Linked DNA regions of Mus musculus: all the other regions are linked to region 1. Evidence: chromatin contacts called from public Hi-C and HiChIP or PLAC-seq data. All regions are on one chromosome and are shown on one strand. Each heading gives the region's core, a stretch centred on a gene start, on an enhancer-like site or on the middle of the called end of the contact. The rest is flanking DNA. Distances are from core to core; before and after follow the strand shown.

Region 1 (4,081 bases), core at 1,081-3,580:
TGCTTGAGTTTGGTTGCCTCATTGGTAACTAATTGGTAGGTGGTTCCTTTGTGGCCTTTGCCAGTTAGCAGACGTATGCAAATGGAGTCTTCACAGAGTTTCACTTTCCTTCAAAATACAGCCAAGTCTTCTATGAAATGGCGGGTAACAACTTCTGTTTCTCCTATTCAAGTTTCAGAAATTGTCAAGGGTAGATCCTACTTAACTGTCAGTGGTAGAAGTCCCAGAAGTGGATAAGTCATAAAATGTCATGAGTATACGTACAAGCAGTTAAAAAATTCCTGAGGCGGGCAGGAAGTTCTTCATATTTATCCACACAAAGGGCCTATTTCACAGTGTTTCTCTTCTTGGTTGTGATTAACATGAGTGGGCGTCACTCAGAATCAATATGTGTGTGTTTTGATTGAGACCTAGATTTTTTTTTTTTTTTACCCATTTTAAAGAAATACAGAAGATCTGAAGGGCTAGAACCCTTTTCCTTTAAAATAACTTAGAAGGCGAAACCTGTTTTCACTTTCTCTAGTGCGTGTGTGTGTGATGTGTGTGTGTGTGTCTGTGTGTGTGTGTATGTCTCTGTGTATGTCTGTATGTGTTTATGCATGCACATGTCTGTGTGTGTGTGTGTGAGTGCATGCATGTAAGCATGCAAGTGTTTGCGTATGTGTGTGTGTGTCTTTGTGTGTATGTCTGTGTGTGTGTGTGTATGTCTGGGTGTGTGTGAGTATGCATGCACGTGGGCCAGAGGTTGACATTTCTCAACACTCTCCACCTTGATTTTTGAGATGGGGTTTCTCACTGAACCCAGTGTTTGTAGAGTAGGCTAGAGTAAGAGAATGAATGCGCTTGCTTCCATTTTTCCTCCATCCCAGTTCTAGAGTAGCCAAAATTGTGCTTGACGTCTTTTGCAGGCTCTGAAGATTCAAACTGGGACCTCCACTTTTCCTCACTCCTTCAAAACGAAGATTTTAATTTCCCCTGGAGTCCCCTGTCTTCATTGACTTTTAAAGAAAACATTTTAAAAGTTTTAAAGAAAAACAGCTTCAAAGTCGCAATATTAGATCAAGGAGCTATAGGCAGAAATCTGTTCCTAATTGTGACTTTTTTCTTCCAGATTTAAAAAAAAAATAGATTGTGTACTTGACTAACTCCAAAGTTGTCAGTCAAAAGTGACTTTCCTGTCACAGATCATCCGGTGTTTGCTGAGCGGCTATTGCCGCATGCAACCTCTCAGAGCTCTTGGTCTGTGAGAAAGGCAGATGCAAAGGAACGCAGGATGAGGGATTCCAGAGACGTGGTGACCAGAATGTAGGCAGAGGAGGGGAGACACAGGTCATCGGAAGTCGGAGTGGGAGGCTGGAGGCCGGGCTGAGTGCTCAGGAAGTACTCACCCATTGCTTGCTGTTACCTAGGCTCAGCCTGGGGGGCTGCTGGCTTCAGTGATGCACACATTCTGTTGCACCCCTCCCCCACTCCCCCAGGAGGCAGACACAGATCATCCTTCTCATTCACGTGTGTGTGTGTGTGTGTGTGTGTGTGTGTGTGTGTGTGTGTGTATGTGTGTATGTGTGTGTGTGTGTGAGAGAGAGAGAGAGACAGACAGACAGACAGACAGACAGACAGGGATGCACAAATGCAGCTATGTGCTTCCGTGCACACACACGCCCCCTGTAAGTTTGTGGAGGGTCTGGGAGGAATTGACTTTAGAACAGGGTCTTGACTGAGGTGGTGGGGGTCAAGCAGAGCAGCCATGCTGTTTTGTACCTTAAACATGTCCTTAAACGTCCCTGGAAAAAGAAAGCAGCCTTTTCCAGTGAGGGAGAAGGACGCCTCTCCATGGTTATAAGTAGATGCTAGGTTGGCATTTCATACTTGCTTTTTTTTTTTAAAAATAGATTCGTAACTATTTTTTTAACCAGACTCTTAACTGTGGGATTTGCTTAGCAAACCTGAGTTGCAATTCCACTTGTAAGTGGTCTTCTCCCCCAAACTGCCATTTCTGGTGTCAGCTACAAGGACCTAGCACAGAGCTTGCAGCACCTCCCTAGCTCAGGCCCAGCTCCAAGGTCAGCTTTCTGAGTTGAGGCTGCGGGGAAGTTCATGCCGAATCCCCAAGTCCTGTCTCAGCCAAGGTGAGGCCTTGGCTAGGAATGGACAAACCCCACCTGACACACACAGACACACACACACACACACACACACACACACACACTACCCATGGTTAGGTGTTTACAGCATCTAATCTTCAGCAATTAAAGAGAAGAAGTGTGGGTGGGGTAAAAAATAGCAATACCCACATTGTGAAGTCTTTGAGAAAAACAGGAAACTAGTCTTTTTTAACCAGTGATGCCCAGAACTGGTTATTGCAAAGAGCTTGTTTTCCTAATGTGATGTGGTCAGCCCAGCTGTGGCAGAAGTTGAATTCTGCTCATTATGACGGGCGTCTGTGGATTCATTTAGCTGACAAACCTATAGACAGGCGAGCATAATTATCAGTGGTAACCTGGTCATTATGGCCGGATGGTGTTTGGGGAAACAATGTGCCCCAGTCCTGAAAGCCGGTGAGAACATATGAAATAAGAACATTTGACCGACCCAGAGTTATTTCCAGGAGTTGTAAACGAACCAGGCCTGTTTGTTGTAAAGGAGCTGATAGAGTTTCTGTCTTCATTATTTTATTTTATTTTATTTTAATTTTTAAGTTGACAGGCAGCACTGGGTGTTAGTATATATCATTTTGTGACTTGCTCATCAGCCCAAGCTTCATGTACAATGTTTTAAACTTCTCGTTGTTGGCACCCAGTGTCTGGTTTCAGTTAAATCAGTTGAGAATTAAAAGTGGGGTCAGAAATGACTTTCATCCTCCTCAAGGTCACATGGATTCCCTTGCCTTGGTGGGCAGTGCAGAAAGGAACGACCTTGGGGAACACGATTTAGGCAATTGTCAGCTAGACTTTTGGCCTTGAGGAAAGTGTAGGCTGCTTCAGAACCAAAGCAAAAGGAGAAATCCCCATGGTCTCCACTGCAGTCTTTCACTGGGTTAGTGTCAGACAGGCGGAGGAGGCTTCCCCTCTACTTCCTGCTGTGGGTTCTGGGTCACTGGGGAGCCCATCTCCACCAGCCCTCTCTGCAGACTGTTTCTCAGTGGCGGTGTCATCTCAGGGATGAAGGGGGGCTAGACTTTTTCAACTGCTTATTGTTTTGTTTTGGGTTTTTTTTTTTTTTTTTTTTTTTTTTTGGTTGCCAAGCCAAGCTTTGGGTCTGTGTAGTGGAGGCTTTACGCTTGCCTGTTTGTATCAGACTTTACAGTTGTCTCTTTAATAAGTAAGCTACTCGCCCTTCTCTTTTGTGAAGCCTGTTTTCAGTGCATGATCCAGGCAGCATGCCTGGGATTAGCAGTGCCCCCTCTCCAGCTGACTGCCCAGGCAGTTCCAAAAAAGGCAATCGTCCCTGCTATTGATTTCTGTGGAGCATCAGTCATGTTGGAGTTATTTACCACGAGAGAGGAGTAAGCGTCTTGCATCTGTCTCTTAGGTTTAACACAAGGGCACTGTACAGCAAGCCTGTCTCCATTCTGATCTAAGGAGATATTTTTTCCTCTCCTTGGAGGCAGCTTGGCCAGGGCAGTTAAGTGGATCTGGGGAGTATGAAGGTCTTGGTTTTTTAACCCCTTGCTGCTTCTTAGTGAAAAGGGAGGACAGTGGATGGATGCTGTCTGCCACTTAGCCCTTCCCAGGATGTGGTAAAGTAATGAGATAATAGTTGTTGAGTACACTCAAACGCAGATGAGAGATAGTTCTAAAAGTGCCAGCCCTTACTGGGGGGAAAAAAGCTAACAACAGAACTAGCAAACAAACATGTTTTATCAAGACTCAGATTTCAAATGCATCTTAAAATCTGGTGTTTCTGTGGGGAAAACAAAGCCCTGGGGCATTATGATAATGTTGAAGTGGCAGGAAAAAAAAAATGGATTGGTATTGCATTCACTTTGTACACGCTTCCATGGTGGTTTCTGTACATTTTCATGTTTAAAAATATAATAAAATTATTTCCATGCTCCTAAGAATGTACCTTCGGCACTACC
Region 2 (4,062 bases), core at 318-2,817, 610 kb before region 1:
CACTCAGAAGATCACTAGCAGATACAAGGTTGAACTCTTAAACGATGAAAATATCCTCATTGAATCACCTATTTGTCAAAAAAAAAGTTTTCAAACCTGTTAGCTATTTGTCTAGTTATAGCCCTCATTAACACGCCAGTTGCACACTGTGCACTAATTACCCACCACATAGTTAAATTTAAACTTACCAGTATTCATAAATACTCAATTATTTAACCAATATTCATAAAAAGATTTTCCATGATATCTTAAAACTTTCTGTGTTTTAGGTGAGGGGTCTCTCTCTCTCTCTGTGTGTGTGTGTGTGTGTGTGTGTGTGTATATACACAGTATGAGGCCAGCTGCTCGAACAGAAATAAACATTTGGAATAGCCAGTGTATGGCCCTAAAACATTCACACCACATTTCCAGTGCAACCAATGCAGAAGTACTACTTTTCTACCAACACACACACACACACACTCACACACATACACACCCATAAACACACACACATACACACATTCACACACACACTCATACACACACATACACACACACACACAGAGACACACATACACACACACACTCACACACAGACACACACTCACACACATACATACACACACATACACACACACACACACACACACACACACACACACACACGGGGTGGGGGGAGAGACAGAGACAGAGAGATAGACAGAGGAAGAGAGAGATAGAGAAACACTTTGAAAAATTTAAGATATCTAGAAAATAATTTTATGAATACTAGTAAGCAATTCAACCTACAGAAAATGCAAGCAATCATAACAAAAAATAAATGTAGTTACAATTTTAAAATCTAATTGCGTTTCTGGTGCTGGTATGTTGACTGGTATACAAACCCACTTACACTGCTAAAGGAAATTGCTTTAAACCTAAACTTCTAAGATGCACAGAAAACAGACCCGAAAGTGCTTTGTCCTCTGCAGAGCCAGGCCTGGCTAGATATCAGGAGTTCATGGCCATCTGAGGATGCTGTGAGACGCTCATGTAGTTGGACTTGTTCCCTATTCACAGTCTCTGCTGCCTCTAACCTCTTCTACCCACAGCCTTTGGCTCCAGGACTAAGAAAGCTCCAAGCAGGCTTCCCCCAAGTAGAGCCTCTAGGTGAGAGAGCAGACTTCGGCTTCCTTGCCCTGGGCTTGGGGAACCCAGGTGGATGGTGCCCAGGTTCCTGACTCAGAAAAAGTGACTTGAGAGTGGAAACTTATTTGGCACTAATTGAAACAAACAAAATGTCCCCTTGTTCATTAAATAAAATTTACAAGTTAGAGCAGCTCCGGGCCTCTGAGTTCAGCTAAAAAGCCGTGCTGGGATCATGTGCCCCATGCAGAGATCAGAAAGGCAGGAAGAGTTGAAGACAGTCTGGTCTCCGAGGCACAAAGGGAAAACAGACAGGCAATTAACTTCAGCACTAAAACAAGTGGGGATACAGGCAGGAACACAAACAAACAAACAAAAACCCACAACCCACAAACCAACACAGTGGGATGAACTGGAGAGGGAATGTTTGCACAGGCACATTTGCAAGCCACAGAAAACCTAAATCAAGTCCACTTAACCAAAAGGACAAAAGGCAAATAAATAGGAAGCAGAGAGGAATGTGTGCATTCACAAAACCACAGTCGGGGGCAGGGTGGCCTCTGGCTTAGCTACATTCAACTGAAAACTCTGTTTGCTTCAATAGGTTCTCCCCATCATATATTAGAAATGACAATCTTTAATCAGACAAGAAACTCTTTTGTCAAAAGCCCCAGGCATTTGAACTGAAACACGCACACGCACACACACGTACACACACGTACACACGTGTGTACCTAAAAACACTAAAAAGCCTAAAAGATGCACTTTTGTGTTAGGTACTAGACATAAATACAAAACCAAGAAAGCATAATGGTAGATTGTTCTGTAAAAATCCTAATTACATGGCTTCCCCCCTTCTTTTGCCCTATATAATAAAATAGCATAGGCTTGTTGCAGTTTGATAAATTAGTGGACTGATAAGTAATAATCCATATGAAAAGTGGTAAAAAAAAAAGTATCTAATATTTTCTATGCAGAGATTCCCATATTGGAAACATTAATTTTCCAAGATTATAAATAGTGTTATAAGCCTACTATTCAAATAATGTGGAATTAAGAACAGCAGTGAAAAATAGCGGATTTCAAGGCAGAGGCAGGGAAAGCAGAAATGACCTGAAGAATTAAAGAAATGCTTTGAAATGTGATGGAGCTTGGCAACAGGGAGCAGCAGGCACTCTCAATAGCCGAGGATGCACCAATTTAGGCAACAGAATGCATACAACAGTAATGGGGTATAACATATAGGATAAAATAGATATCCATGAGCTCATGTGGATACAAGAAAATCAGGGAATGGAAGAATAAAGAGCTCAGGAGAGGTTGTTTGTCGTCAGAAGAGAATTCCAGTCCAGACATGTAAAGAAACCATAGAAATTGGAAGACCAGTTAGGCTAACACCATGGTAACTGACGCTGGAAAGAATCACTGAAAGCCATTAGTGGCTAATTGGATACGTTTCCCTCAGATCTGTAGATTAGCTCTTAGTATTTTATCAATGTTCCTTTCCTGGTTTCGATAATTGTGCTGTGGTTTAATAAGATGTTATCACGGGAAGCCCGGAAAGGCTCCATGAAACTCCACAAGTTCACTGCTCAACAGTTAATACTTAACTTGTTGTAATTTTGAAAGTTAAAGAAATACAGGGAAAAAAGAACCCCACTACCAACAAAACCTTCCTCTTTAGGTCTTGGGGTCACTCTATGAGCATGAAGTACCGATTTCAAAGCCATTACCTGCACCTGAACCTTAGGTTTAGAGGGTCAGAGTTTTGACAGTTGGGTGGCAACTCGGCTGCTAAGAGTGGTTCAAGTGATAGGCAGAGTAGAAGCCCTTCTAGACCAAAGGGGGATGTGCCGTATCTTCTCTGGTATGAGCACCTCACTCCAGCCACTCCCCTCAAGCTTGGGTTCAGCTGTGTGTGGCACAGACCTGTGACCACACCACTGGGAAGCCAGAGCATCCCACGTTTGAGATGATACAGTGAGTCTTTAAAAAAGAAATAGAGTCATCAATGTGGAACGAACAGGAGGGTATTTCCTTGGGTAGTTCTGGTGTGAAAGACACAATGCCACACATAAGAGCAAAGCTTGCTATCTGTGTGGCGAGCTAGCACAGAAGTAAGTCCTTGTATTGTGAGAGAAGTCAAGCGACGACACTGCACGCACAGAATGGGATACAAAGATGCTTATGGCTGAAGGTTCCACAGCCCCTCTGTGGCTTCAGCCACATCCCTTCTGGATATGAGGACAGGTCTTCACTTTAAGATGTCAGCTACGGGGCTGGAGAGATGGCTCCGTGCTTCAGAGCACTTATGCTGATCTTGCAGGTGGTGATAGCTAGATTTTTCTGCACCCGTATTGGGTGGCTTACAACTACCTGTAACTCCAGCTCCAAGAAGTGGAATGACTTCTGCGGGCCTCTGCTCTCACCAGCACATACATGTGTACACACTCATAAAAATAAATCAAGTTTTAGGGGGGAAAAAAGAAAGCCTGGTCAAAAGAAAAAATGTTAGCTACATAGCATGTTTCCCATGAGCTTTCACATTCTATTTTATTTTATTTTATTTTATTTTATTTATTAGTTTACACATCCCTCACTGGCCCCTCTCAGTCACCTTCTCCCAAAATTCTTTCCCCACTCCCTGCCCCCTTCTCCTCTGAGCAGGTGAGGCCCCTTGAGTATCCCCCCACCCTGGCACATCAAGTCTCTTCAGGGCTAGGTGCTTCCTTTCCCACTGAGGCCAGACAAGGCAGCCCAGCTGGAAGAACATATCCCACATACAGGCAACAGCTTTTGGGATAGCCCCGACTCTAGCTGTTCAGGACCCACATGAAAACTAAACTGGGGCTTTCACATTCTTACGTGCTGCGAGGCCACCAATGCTCATCTTTGGTCAAATATGAGTTCGGGGTGGATAAGAAACATTATTTCTTGGAAAAAATTTAAGATTGA
Region 3 (3,820 bases), core at 1,162-3,661, 990 kb before region 1:
CTATCTAAGAAAATGAGGACAATTACTGTAATAGTTTTTGCCTATCCATTGATGTTTTCTCAGACTTTACATTACGTCATCAGTCTACTCTCAGGGAACAGGCTAGATGATGGCTATATTAGTTCTTCACAGTTCTTTACTTTGATTGAAATGTCAAGAACCAAGAGAAACAAACAAACAGAAGGGGAAAACAAAATGCCGTGACAGAGAGTGCTTTTATGAGTGAAGAACAGAGACACAATGAAGACAAAACCTTGCAGCGCTTGAGTGTTGCTTTGGTCAACTAGCAGACGAAGCCATAGAGGACAGCTGAAGGAATAAATCTTCGTGTGTGGCCCAGCACTCACTGTTGAGAATGAGCTTTGAGACAGATGAAAAAGGACTATGATACACAAATAAAGAAAAGAAAGCCCGACATGACTTGCACAAGCACTTAGCACACATGAGAACAGAGGAACAACATGTTAACCAACAGGGGCTAGGGAGGAAGCACACAGACAAAGCACACTGCGGGCCATTTGGACTTAGGGACCTGGTTTGTTTTATCAAGTCAATGACATGGAAAACCAGAAAGGCTCAAAAGGACTTCAGAGCTGAAACCAGAAGACCTGGCTGGGATTTATGAGGTTCTCAATTCAACCAAAATACAATGAAACTAACTGGGGGGGGGGGGGGATACATTTTTGAGACAGAGAAAATTGTAGGGAGGGACTGAGAACTATGCAATGCTGTTGTGCTATCAGCTTTGGTGACAATAAATTGGCGTGACAGCATTGAGTGCCATCGCTCACATGCTGGGTGGGTAAGCCCAAGTCTCCCTTTTACAACACTTTTTATAACACTGTTATAATGACATAGCAAGACAAGGAGGGGTAGAATAACTGATATCTGAACATTCTCCCCCCCCAACTTTCCCCCCTTCTCTCTGCCCCTCCCTCCCTCCCTTCCTTGCAAGGGAGTCCTATGGGTGTTTGTTTTACTGTTTTTATGTATGTTTAAATTTTCATAACAAAATTTATTTTCAAAATGACTGGCATATTGTTTGGAAATTTTAATATCCCCTTATTGAAGGTAAAAATATTATAACAGAATGCAATTTTAGACCGATAAAATTGAATTATTCAAGGCAGAAGTTGGATGTGATATCATGTCTTTGTCAGAAATAAGCTATCGCAGAATAAATAATAACATCACGCTGTTAATCAAGGTATCTGTCTATGTCCATTCAAATTTATTTTTGCAAATTTTTCTTTAAAATAGTCACATCTTATAATACAAGGCAAAACTAGACATGTGTCATAAAAACAAATTAGCCAAGCTTATTCTAAATGTATTTTTTTAATAGCATTTGGGAGGCACAAGGGAGAAAAGGAGACACGAGAAGGCCCCAAGCTTTCAAATATGAGTATCTGGGAGAACAGTAATGCTGTTCAAATTATGAAAATTAAAACACAAAACCATCTTTGATGGTAGGGGTGTTTTTCTGAGGCAGAGTCACGATGTCGTCTAGACTGGTCCTAACTCATCATCTCCCAGCCTTCTGAGTGGTTAAGGTGGTGACACTGTGTGACAGTGGTTATTTAAGATAAGTTACTGAGTTCCATTCTGAATACTGAGTGAGAGGGACTGGCGGGCACCACAGGGAAAGATGCACAACAGGTACATGGGTATGTGAGCATCCTTTAGGGATCCTGATTTGGAGTCTGTATGTCCAGCAGTGGCTTATGATGCTTATGACACAAGGGGAAGAAAGTAGAGATAAGATGAAGGGATTGGTCTAAACCATGAGTGGCCATCACGTTTAGGAAAGGATAGAGATGAAGGCATTTGGAGTGTCAATAGCACCAGGCAATACCAGGAAACTGTCATGGCTCCTTTATTTCCTCTCCTCTCAGGCCTCCTTTCGTGTTTCCTCTTTTCTCATGTCTGCTGGTGAAACATCTTTCTTTTTCTTCTGCTCAGAGTCCTGTTCTCCCTCCCAGGAAGTCCTGCCTTCCACTTCCTGCCCCACCATTAGATTTTTATTGAAGCCAATCAATCAGAGAATGCCTTCGGTAGGTCAGGAAAGACAGAAACAAAACCTCACCCTGTGTATCCCAGTAGAAGTTGACAACCAAGGTTGGCTATCAAGACCGGTGTTCTCCTTTGCTTTCGGTGGCTGTGATAAACATCAAGACCAAAATGAACTTGGAGAGACAAGGATTTGTTTCATCTTATATCTTACAGTTTATTACTAAGTATAAGAGCGCAGGACCTCTAGTAAGGTCCTGGAGGCAGGATCTGAAGCAGAGATCAAGGCTGCTTCCTGGCTTGCTTGGTCTGCTTTTACATTACCCAGGACCACCTGCGCAGGGGTGGTACCACCCAGAGTGGGTTGGAACCTTCTACACCAATCATCAATCAAGAAAATTCCCCACAGACGTGGCCAGAGGCAATCTGATGGAGGCGTTTTCTCAATTGCGGTTCACTTGTCTATGATGACTTTAGATTGTGTCAAATTGATAAAAACCTTAACTGGCATGGCTGGAAAGTACCAGAGGTCTCACAGAGAAAGGAAAGAAAGCAAGGCAGGGATGCCCAACAGGAGGCTATGATGTGAGAAGGGGATTTTCTACTGTTTGAGCAATTTAGTCACTAAAGCAGGCCTTACTAATGACTTCCTGGAGGTGTGTCCCAAATGCAAATACAAAAGGGAAAATAAAAACACGTTATAGAGGGTTCTTTTAACTAGAAGGAAAGACATGATTAAATATTCCTAGTAATGGTTTCTGCAAGCCCCAGCTGGAGTCTTGAGTCCCTGGCCTTCCCTGCAGCAGAGCATGGCTGTTGGTGTCATAGCCCAATGTCTTGGTTACCTGGATAGATTATTAGTGTCATGGAAGACCATGTAGTTCAGTGGTTCGCAATCTTACCAGTGTTGCTACTCCTAATACAATTTTTCATGTTGTGGTGACCCCTCCCAACCATAAAATTATTTTTGTTGCTACTTCATACTGTAATTTTGCTACTGTTATGAACTGCAATGTAAATATCTGACATGCAGATGGTCTTACGTGACTCCTGTAAAAGGGTCATCTTACCCCTCCAAAGAGGTTGCCACCCACAGGTTAAGAACCCCTGATGGACTTGGAGCTGGGACCGTTGTTTTCTAGACATTCAGAGGACCTGCTAGTGTTAAGAGTGAAAGCTATCTGTACGACTCTAGGTCCTCATTCTGGTAAGAGCAGAAAGAGCATGTTTTAGATACTGGAACATCCCTTCCATCTCCCCTTATGAGGACCAACCATGTGAGGACAGAGAGCAGAGACAGTGACTCTTTGGTTTGTGTGTTGGGTGAATGACAAGGCCACATGCCTCCAGCAATTTGTGCTGCCTTTGGTAGGCAACTGAAAGGATCCCTCTGCAGATGATACTCTGGTTTGGAATTCAGTGTGGTAATGGAGGGTGGTGCATTAACGTATACCACACAGCCATGTGCACTGTACACTATTAAGTATCTCTGGACCCGGGGTGCCTGCTGGAGTCCCTTGTAACATTTGCAAATCAGTGTTGTACCAGGTAAGAAGCTCAGCAGAACATTGTTGTCTTGTGTTGGGGGAGTGAATTTGCTTGGAGCATGTGACTCAGAAGCCTCAGTAGGTCATTTAAGAAGGCACCCAGAGTTCCTCTTTTTCCTTTCCTGTCCATTCTGCAGCCTGCACTCTTAAGCATAGGGTCTAACTCACTCCCCTGCACAGGGCTGACCATGCCAAGCTAAGGCCCAGGAGCCCACAGCAGTCAGTTTGCACAGGATAAACTCGAAGCTTAGCTTTTTTTTTTT

Evidence for each region. Hi-C and Micro-C count contacts between places; a contact is called where the count stands out from the background. HiChIP or PLAC-seq counts read pairs in DNA pulled down with a chosen protein or histone mark.
Region 2: a contact with region 1 is called in a Hi-C map of the N1E-115 cell line, with 3 times the contacts expected there. The contact joins two enhancer-like sites. A contact is called at or near these places in 1 of 484 Hi-C or Micro-C datasets (the N1E-115 cell line) and 3 of 115 datasets of contacts at active chromatin or transcription factors (large pre-B cells, microglia and pancreatic cancer cells).
Region 3: a contact with region 1 is called in an H3K27ac HiChIP or PLAC-seq map of thymic regulatory T cells, with 3 times the contacts expected there. The contact joins two enhancer-like sites. A contact is called at or near these places in 2 of 115 datasets of contacts at active chromatin or transcription factors (embryonic limb bud and thymic regulatory T cells).

What each region holds. Positions count from the first base shown.
Region 1 is chr10:14,042,886-14,046,966 of GRCm38.p6, forward strand. The region is part of intron 1 of Hivep2 (human immunodeficiency virus type I enhancer binding protein 2); the gene reads left to right. Among named protein-coding and RNA genes, the nearest start is that of Hivep2, 79 kb to the left of the region's middle. Within about 2 kb of position 2,331, at least 130 of the 459 cell types and tissues checked have an H3K27ac peak or open chromatin away from gene starts, as enhancers often do. A contact at or near this core is called in the N1E-115 cell line and thymic regulatory T cells, where this site is marked.
Region 2 is chr10:13,430,739-13,434,800 of GRCm38.p6, forward strand. All of the region lies in intron 1 of Phactr2 (phosphatase and actin regulator 2), which reads right to left. Among named protein-coding and RNA genes, the nearest start is that of Phactr2, 42 kb to the right of the region's middle. Within about 2 kb of position 1,568, at least 36 of the 459 cell types and tissues checked have an H3K27ac peak or open chromatin away from gene starts, as enhancers often do. A contact at or near this core is called in the N1E-115 cell line, where this site is marked.
Region 3 is chr10:13,054,635-13,058,454 of GRCm38.p6, forward strand. No RefSeq gene overlaps it. Among named protein-coding and RNA genes, the nearest start is that of Gm40602, 4.0 kb to the right of the region's middle. Within about 2 kb of position 2,412, at least 5 of the 459 cell types and tissues checked have an H3K27ac peak or open chromatin away from gene starts, as enhancers often do. A contact at or near this core is called in thymic regulatory T cells, where this site is marked.